Regions from separate parts of the Sus scrofa genome. Here region 1 is linked to region 2. Evidence: chromatin contacts called from public HiChIP or PLAC-seq data. All regions are on one chromosome and are shown on one strand. The core of a region is the stretch at or near the end of the contact, and the rest is flanking DNA. Distances in the headings are between cores, read along the strand shown.

Evidence for each region. HiChIP or PLAC-seq counts read pairs in DNA pulled down with a chosen protein or histone mark.
Region 1: a contact with region 2 is called in an H3K27ac HiChIP or PLAC-seq map of skeletal muscle. The contact joins the promoter of RAB7A here to the enhancer-like site in region 2. A contact is called at or near these places in 5 of 5 promoter capture datasets (fetal liver, fetal skeletal muscle, liver and 1 more), 24 of 47 Hi-C or Micro-C datasets (alveolar macrophages, blood, embryonic fibroblasts and 10 more) and 2 of 2 datasets of contacts at active chromatin or transcription factors (alveolar macrophages and skeletal muscle).

The regions. Positions count from the first base shown.
Region 1 is chr13:71,883,481-71,888,221 of Sscrofa11.1, reverse strand. It overlaps RAB7A (ras-related protein Rab-7a), which reads left to right and starts at 1,464. Exons shown (of 7, transcript XM_021069433.1): 1 at 1,464-1,600.
Region 2 is chr13:71,782,034-71,786,757 of Sscrofa11.1, reverse strand. It overlaps RAB7A (ras-related protein Rab-7a), which reads left to right. Exons shown (of 7, transcript XM_021069433.1): 5 at 2,870-3,088; 6 at 4,354-4,482. Among named protein-coding and RNA genes, the nearest start is that of HMCES, 52 kb to the right of the region's middle. Within about 2 kb of position 1,262, at least 15 of the 83 cell types and tissues checked have an H3K27ac peak or open chromatin away from gene starts, as enhancers often do. A contact at or near this core is called in alveolar macrophages, retroperitoneal adipose tissue and skeletal muscle, where this site is marked.

The DNA of each region.
Region 1 (4,741 bases), core at 215-2,714, 100 kb before region 2:
CACATCAGGAGTTCCCGTCATGGCGCAGTGATTAACGAATCCGACTAGGAACCATGAGGTTGCGGGTTCGGTCCCTGCCCTGGCTCAGTGGGTTAACGATCCGGCGTTGCCGTGAGCTGTGGTGTAGGTTGCAGACGTGGCTCGGATCCTGTGTTGCTGTGGCTGTGGTATAGGCTGGTGGCTCCAGCTCCGATTGGACCCCTAGCCTGGGAACCTCCATATGCCGCGGGAGCGGCCCAAGAAATAGCAAAAAGACAAAAAAAAAAAAAGCCACATCAGATGGCAAAGAGAACACCAAAACTCTATGCTCATAACAACTTGGCTAGGTGGCCAGGACAGGGATCCTCTCTGCCCTAGCTTCATAGGTAAGTAAAAGACTGCCAAGGATAAGGGACCTACTTTTCCCAAGTTGTCTCCATTTTTGAGGCTGGATTAAGGCTTACTGTGGTAGCTGTGGTAACTGCTCAGTGTGTTGTAGCAATTATCATCATTACTATCATCCCAGATTCCCATTTTTCAGGCTGAAAGCCATTTCCTCACTTTTGGTGCAGAAGGGACAAAGATGCTTCTCGGTGCCTCCAGCCCATTCCCTCTGGTACTCCCCCTCTTCTTCCCTACCTCATCTCTTTCCTCCCCTGAGGGGCCTGGCCTTAGAAGCCCCAGTGTCTGTCCCAGGAGGCTGCAACAACTATGAGGGTTGGGCTCCGTTACTTTACCACCTTTTTTGCACACACCTGACAGGGAGAATGTGTAGCAGTTACAGTTAGTCAATCTCTCACCCCAAACTGTCCCCAATACCAGCTATTGGGGGACTTTGAGCCTTCCTCCCTGTCCTCACCTGTAAAACGAGCCTCATAGGGTTGTAGACCAAGTGGTACACATGCTGTAAGGGGTTGCTGTTCTTACTATTACGAGTGGGTAAGAAACGGAGATTTAAGGAGATACTGTGATTGGAAAACTCAGTCCTTGCAATTGCCCTGCCCATTAGATAACGTCACCCCATTTTATATAAAGGAGGGACCTCCGGGCCACCTCCACTAAGGTTGAATGGGGAGGGCAAGGTGGACGCTGTTTTCTCATCTGTAAATGGCAACAACAGCACGGGCCTTTCCGACACGGTGACTAACAGATCACCGAGCCCATCAAGCCATGCTGGCTCAGCACACAGCGCCCGCGCCAATGCCAATACACACGTTCCCAGGCCACCGCAGCCGCGCCCCAGCTCGGCTCACAGGTCCGGGCCACGCCCCCCGAGAAGACCCGGAAGCAGAGTCCCCCCGCAGGTCAAAGCTGGCGATGCTGCTCCTGTACCGCCGCCAGAGGGCATGAGCGCGGCCTTTGTTGGCTTGCACCTCGCCAGTTACGTCAGCGGCCGGTCGCGGAAATAGAGGGGTTTGCCGTACAAAATGGCGGCTGCCTATGGGGCGGTTCGGAACGCTGAGAAGCTGTTCTGTTTCTGGGACACGCGGCGATCCTGGCGTAGGGCTTGCAGCAGGCTTCTAGCCAAAGACGGCTCCCGCGGAATTTCCCGGCGCCTTTGTTGTCAGTAAGCGGCAGAAGGCACAAGATGGAGGCGTTGGCTGGGCGGCCGGAAATGAAAGTGAGCGGCGGCGTGTTTCCCTCCCCACCCGGCTCCCCCGCCCTCAGAGCGCCTCGTTGGGCCGCGAAGTCAGCAGTGACCCGGGGTCTGAGCTATGTCCCTCCTTTCTGAGGCGTGACCTGCCGCGAAAGGTACAGAGTGAGAAGCCGAGCCCAGGAAGTGTATGGGGGCCCACTGTTGCGGGCTTGGTGTTTTCCTTTAAGACTCACGGGGCCTCGGTCTCCTCGAGCGAAGACGCAAATCCCGAAACGTTCCATTGGGAACGACATGTGTAAGGCTCAGTGCGGGGCTCCAGGTTCGCAGGTTTTCTTCTCTGGCCGCGGGGTCGCCTCAGAGTGACGCTTAACCCAGGAGGCCTGCCGGGAGGTGGGGCGGCGGAGCGGGCTGCCTCTGAGCACAGCGTCGGGTCGGAGACCCTTTGCTTATTTAATTAATGTGAAACACATCCTGTGTAAGTTTAAAAAACACTTAATATCGGTGATATACACACAGCGTGGAACTTAACCATCTTAGTCGCTTTCGAGTGTGCAGTTCAGTGGCATTAAATACATCGCGTTGCTCTGTGATCAGGCTCTATATAAGTTCATTTTGCCGAAGACCGAAGCTCTGTACCCTTGAAAGGGTACCTCCACATTTGTCCCTCCCCAGTCCCTGGCAACCACCGTTCTTTCCTCATACAGGAGGCCTGGAGTGTTTGTCCTTTTGTGACTGGTGTGCATCACTGAGCATAAAGTCTTCAAGGTTCACTCGCGCTGTAGCACGCTCCTTTCTTTTTCAAGGCAGGTTGATGTTCTGTGGTTTTCACGAGCCCTGAAGGGTAGCGGAATAGCCACCCCAAGTGTGCCAACTTGGCACGCGGGTTGCTTTGAGCCAAAGGCAGTCAGTATCCAGCAATATGAGGGAAAGCCTGTAGCTCTCCCTTAACTGCCTAAAAGAATTTAAATAAGGACCAGACCAGAAAAAGCAATTACCAGAGAGAAACTTTTCTATCTAAAAGACTTACTTGGGGAGTTCCCGTCGTGGCGCAGTGGTTAACGAATCCCACTAGGAACCATGAGGTTGCAGGTTCGGTCCCTGGCCTTGCTCAGTGGGTTAACGATCCGGCGTTGCCGTGAGCTGTGGTGTAGGTTGCAGACGCAGCTCGGATCCCGCGTTGCTGTGGCTCTGGTGTAGGCCGGCGGCTCCAGCTCCGATTCGACCCCTAGCCTGGGAACCTCCATATGCCGCAGGAGCGGCCCAAAGAAATAGCAAAAAGACAAAAAATAAATAAATAAATCAAAATAAAATAAAATAAAAGACTTACATGCATGGCAGGACAAACATCTAATCACCAAGCCTCTGCCCTGCTCTTCTCTTCTTGTGAGTGGCCCTCCTCCCCTCTGAAGCTCCAGCCCCAACCCTTCCCTCAGCTCAGGAGGGCAGATAAGCCTCACTTGCCTGACTACCTTCTTATTTTTATAGGGCTCCCATACATATGAAATTAAGTTGGTTCCTTGCCTATTAATCTTTTTTATGACAATTTAACCATTAGACTAGCCAAAGAAATTAGAAAAATAGAAGGAAAATTTTTCCACCCTGACACCGCATTTTATTTATTCATCTGTTCGTAGACACCTGGTTTGCTTCTACTGTTTGCTACTGTGAATAACTCTGTGAACATAGGATGGACACACATTTTTACATGAACTAATATCCAGTAGGGTTGCAGAGAGGAGAGTATGATTTACATATTTAAATTTGATGAGGTAATTTTGAATCATAAATGAAACATTAAGCTGTTTACAAGATCACTATAAGATTTTAAATGTAGTCAGTCATTGTGCATTATGGGCCATGGCGTAGCCTGGTGATGGGACATGGATTTAAGGTGCTGTGGTGATTGTGGACCTCCCTTCAGCCCTGCCAGCAGGCTTGGGGGAATTTTGTGGATAATCTTACTTAGAGATGGCATCGAAAACCTAAGGAGTAGGTGCACAAATATAGGAATCAAAGATCCATAACAAAGGATTGTGAAGTGACATTTTGGAAGCATCTAAGGCCTGATTTATTCATATGTGAGGCGTGGGAAATTATGGTATTCGTCTTAAGGGGTTATTGTGGGGATAGCAGAGTCATGGTGGATAAAAGGCTCACCTGGCCAGTAATAAATGTTGGCCATGGTGTCTGTGGACATAAAAAAATGTTCATAGTGTGCAATTAATTTTTTTTTTTTTTTTTTGGCTGCACCCAAGGCATATGGAAGTTCCCTGGCCAGGGATTGAATCTGTCACCAAAGCATCAGACCGACCCTGCCCACCCACCCCCACTGCAGTGACAACTGCACCACATGAGAACTCCCTGCAATTAATTTTTAAAAGGCAGTACATCTGGGTGAAGGGTACATGGGGATTCTTTTTACTATCTTTGCAACTTTTCTGTTTATGTCAAAATAAGTTTAAAAAACACATTAAAATAGCATGTAAAATGGAAAACAATTTTGAGGAAAAATTTTTGCCCACAAAAAAGACTTGATATTTTTATATCAAACATGCTAATCATGGAGTTCCTGTGTGGCTCAGCAGTAATGAATCCAACTGGTATCCATGAGGACTCAGGTTGGATCCCTGGCCTTGCTTAGTGGGTGAAAGGATCCAGTATTGCCATGAGCTATGGTGTAGGTTGCAGACTCGGCTTGGATCTGGCCTTGCTGTGGCTGGATTTAGGCTGGCACCTGCAGCCCAGATTCCACCCCTAGCCTCGGAACCTCCATATGCTGCCTGTGTGGCCCTAAAATGACAAAAAAAAAATGCCAATCATGGTTGTTTCTGGGTGGTAGAATTACATATTTCCCCCTCCCTTGGTATTTTCTTGAAGTGTTTTTTGTTATGTGCATGTATCAGTTTTATAATTATGGAGGAAAAAAACACTAGTATATAGTTAAATAAAAACCTTAGTCTAGGAGTTCACTTACAATGGAGCAGGTTAAGGATCCAGTGTTGTCACAGCATTTGCCTTAGTTGTAGCACAAGTTTGATACCTGGCATGGGAACTTCCACATGCTGTGGGCGTGGCCCCCAAAAAGATTAGATTGAATTAAAAATAAACTTAGTTTAACAGTTATCTAATAATTATCTAATAGAAACATCTGAGACTTTTTATGAA
Region 2 (4,724 bases), core at 13-2,512:
CAATCTGAAATACGGGGAAGGTCCTTTGTGATAATGTTTGGTGCTGAGTTGATTGTAACTATGAAAAACTGGCAGCAGCGGGTTTTTTAATTTGTTTGTTTTGGCCATCCTCACAGCATGCAGAAGTTCCCAGGCCAGGGATCAAACCTGTGCCACACCAGCCACTTGAGCCACAACAGAGACAATGCTGGGTCATTAACTGGCTAGACCGAAAGGGAACTCCTGGCCATGTATTTTTAAAAAAGAATGAAGTGGTTTGCTGAGTCATTGGGCAGTAGTACACATGTGAGGCGTTGCCAGTTGTGTTTAGTGGGGCAACTGTAGGATTTCACCTCAGTCCCCCCCTGCAGCACGGATACCTAAGCTAGGACATGAGCAAATGAAGATGGTCCCAGTGTGGGAGGAGGCCAAGTGTTTCAGGGCTTTGGGGGCCTTTGCTTTACTTATCCAGATGTCTATATAGTAACAGTGTTACATTTCTTTTTAAAAAATATTAATTTACTTTTGGGCTGCACCTGTGACATATGGAACCAGGCCAGGAATTGAACCTACATCACAGCAGCACTGCCGTGACAATACTAGGTCATTAATTTACTGTGCCACCAAGGAACTCAACAATGTTGCTTTCCTAATGGAAAAAAACTTTTTAAAAATTTTGTCCATGTCTATATGTAAATTCTGTTTTAAAATTTTTCTTTGCTACATTCTTTTTGCGGGAATGGTTGTATATTTGCATTTTACTGTCTGACAGAGTTCTTGACCCCTCCGCCTCAGTCCTCTTTAATGAGAAAAGGCTCATAGGCTCATTCTTCCACTTGGAGACAGGTATTCGGTGTAGGACTCTGGGAAGAAGAGTGCATAGTGATTGGCATGGCAGTCCCACCCCTGGTCCTCTGTCCCTAGACACCCTGTTTTGCCTGCATATGGGTACTTTGCTCATTGTGGGAGCCGGGCAGTGTAAGTGCCTGCTGCTCCTGGGCTGCATTTTCTTGTGTTGCTCATCACCCTGCAGTCACTTCCCCTGGTTCCTAGGGGCTGCTTCCTTTACCTGGGGTCTCGGCACTTCTGCCACACGTGGGCATTCACAGCAGCTCCTGACTCCACTCCTGCAGTCTGACTTCCCATGGCCACTGGGGAGGTCCTTCCCAGAGCACTTAGAGCATGTATTGGTCAGTATTTCCCGGAAAGGGTATGGGCTGCCAGGGGCTGGCTCCCTGCTACCAAGTGTGTGACCCAGCATTGGCCATGTCGCCATGCGCTGAGTGCGGAAGGTCACGTGTGCTGGAGAGAAAGGCTCAGTGGCCTTCTCAGCACTGCCCTCCTCAGAGGGCAGTGACACACAGCCCCTCCCAGCATGCACTCTGAGTGTAGCTTGGCCCGTGTGGTCTGTCTGCTTTATTGGAACTGCCTCTAGGGCTTCGGAAGCTGCCACTCCCAGCTTTCCAGATGGCACTTATGTTTGGGCTCTGTGCCCGTTTGCCATGGTGCTGTTTGAACCAGTCCCCAAGGACAGACCAGCCTTCTGGGTTAGCGCACCGTCTCAGGACTCCTGGAGAGCATCTTGGGAGGTGTTGTGGGCTTTAGGTGTCATGAGCTTGGTAACAGGGAAATGTCAGCCCTGTAGCACAGTCCTGTTGGACTTCCTGCCCTGCTCCGGATACACACCCTCTGACCCAGCGCCATGGCCTCCTTTTATACGATGAGGCTCTTTCTGCCTGAACTGTAAGGTCAGTCTGTGTGTGGCCAGGGTGGGCAGCTAACATGTCCCCAAGTGCTCTGGGTCTTGGGAGGCAGGGCTGGCTGCCTGAGAGGGGCTTCCCAGAGGAGTGCAGCCCTCCTTTTGCAGAACATGGTTCTGGAGGTTCAAGTGTAGCTGCGCAGTCTGCAGTCCATTTTGGTCTAAACCTTGGGCCTTTGGATAGTTGGCTGCTGATCTGGACATTAAAGGTGGAGTTTATTTGGGTTATGAGAATGGTCCAGATTCTCGTGTAGTTCTGAAGCCCAGTGGTTTCCTGCAAATGGACACTGGATCCACCACTTGAAGACCCTATCAGCTGGAAGATACTGCCCTCAGCCTCAGACCCTATGGCTCACTGTTGATGGGCTCTGGGGACCTTCCTGGGAACATTGGCTATCTCTCCAGGCCGACTGGGTACTGTTGGGATCTGGGGCATTGATGAAATCCACCCTTGCTCTTGAACCTTGAATGACAACAAATGATGGGAGTTCCTTGAGCTGGTCAGCAGCACCTGGGGCTCCTTTGATCAGAAGTGACCTTCATCTGTTCTGTGGTGATCTCCTTGCCTTTTCCCCTTACTGTCTCCCCATCTCTGTGTATTTAGGTCTCTCTCTCTGTCTCTTTGTGTGTCCCTGTCTCTACCTCTCCCCATGTCCGTCTCTTACCTGTGTGTTTGTGCTTATCTCTGTCTGTCTGTATCTGTCTCTCTTGGCACTTTTGTTTTGTTTGTTATTTGAGGTGTAATGTAGATAAAACACACTGATTTTCTTTAACAGGTCAGCTTTACATACAGTAAAATACATAGATTTAAATGTACAATTCAGTGAATAATCCCTTCTCCATATTTCATCACCCCCAGAAAGTTCCCATGGGGTACATCTTGTTTATAGTGCAGATTTTACATAAATATCCACCCATGTGACCACCTGGATCAAGATGAAAACTCTCCCAGCACCTCCAGACTTGGGGGTCGGGGGGCGGTGAGGCAGGGGCTCAGGCACACATACCTGCTGTTGGTCGGGTATTTCGGACAGGCTGGTGCTGACATCTGCTTCCCGAATCCCAAAGTGCTGGTCCCTGGAATGCCGAGTTTTCCCACATGCCCCACGAATAAGCCTTTTGTCTCCCCAGATCTGGGACACAGCCGGACAGGAACGGTTCCAGTCTCTTGGCGTGGCCTTCTACAGAGGCGCAGACTGCTGCGTTCTGGTGTTTGATGTGACTGCCCCCAACACATTCAAAACCCTGGATAGCTGGAGAGATGAGTTTCTCATCCAGGCCAGTCCCCGGGATCCCGAAAACTTCCCCTTTGTTGTGTTGGGAAACAAGATCGACCTCGAAAACAGACAGGTGAGTGCTGAAGGTGGTGGAAGGCATTTAGATTATAGCCCCTAAATCGTGAAAAGGCTTTCTTTAAAAAGTGGCAGCTACTTTTTGGGTGACTGGTACAGTTTTTAGATTTGCTTAGCAAAAAGCCAGGTGCCTCAAGGATCTGTTGGGCTGGGTGCGCCCCCTTGTGGGGCAGGGGCGGGACCACCACCTAGTTACCTGCCTGCCCAGCCCCAGGCTTCCTGACCTTGGAAAGGTCTTGGCCCCCTGGCAGGGGGGTGCAGTGGCATTCCCTTTCAAGTTATGCCCACAGAGGAGCGAGTCCATTCTGGACTTGCCCATACTGGCTGTCCCTCCTGGCCTAAGGGAAGTGATGTGACTTAAGGCCATGTGGGATTCAGTCTCTGGAACTTAGAGGCAGACCTGATCTGCAGTCCACGTCACGATTGCTAAGTGGGGGATGCTTCTCGAGTGGGCTCTGTCATCTGGCCGGAGTCTTCTGACCTGGAGATGGTGCTGAGAGCTGCTGGCCAGGAGGAACATTCTGGGGACCGCTGTCACTTTCGTGTTCTTTGAGAGCCACCTGCTTCTGAGGGGCTTTTGTGAGTTTGGCACGTTCTATGCCGAGCCTGGAGTGCTGGGGGTGCACTGCCTCCACGCCAGCTGCCTCTGAGGACCAGGGCCAGGAGACCGGCTTACATCCCCACGCTGTCCCTGGCTGACTCTGACCTACTGCCTGTGCCTCTGCACCTCGTTCCCCCATCCCCAGGAGGGGATTAGATATTGTTGTCTTCAGGGCCTGCCTAGGTCTCCACGCATACAAAAGGTCCCTGAGGCTTTGAGTAAGATTGCTCTGGTTTACCTTCAAGTAGCATCTCCCTGGGGACAGAGAGTATGTCTTAATTAGAGCTCGGCTTTCCCATCTTCCCTCAGTAACCTAGTTCTCCTTTCATGCGGAGAATGGGTTGGAGGTGGGGTGGGAGCTGCAGGATTTGGGCCCTTAGGGATGTGGCACAGGTGATATAACCGGTGGTGACAGGGAAAGGGCTTCAGGCCTGACAACCAAGCCTCCAGGTGTTTCCCAAGCTGCAGACCCCCCAAGGTTCCACAGGAGATGAGGCTTTTCTTCATGGGCTGCTGCGTGTTTACTGGGAGCTATGGCTGTAGCCAGGGTGGCAGTGGGCACATAGCCAGCATCTCCTGTGGACGGGGACCACGGCCCTTCTGGGCAGGATAGCAGCCATGCCGGGCAGCCCTGTCTTGAGCACACATGCCTCTCCTTCTAGGTGGCCACGAAGCGGGCGCAGGCCTGGTGCTACAGCAAAAACAACATTCCCTACTTTGAGACCAGCGCCAAGGAGGCCATCAATGTGGAGCAAGCCTTCCAGACGATCGCTCGGAACGCGCTGAAGCAGGTGGGTCTCAGCCCCTGCCTGTCTTTTCCTTACCCTTCTCTCCTAGCTGTCATTATCTGGGACAGTAATGACACGTTCTGCTAAAGCTTTCAGGAAGGATTTGTTGGTCAGTAACTTCAGTGGTGGAGGGCAATGGGGAGGTCAGCTAAGGCTGCCCTTGTCTGACCGGCACCTTTGCAGCTGTTGAAGTTGGGCCTCTAGAGGGCCCTCTTTAGGTTCCTTTTCCTGGTTAGGGAGGGAAC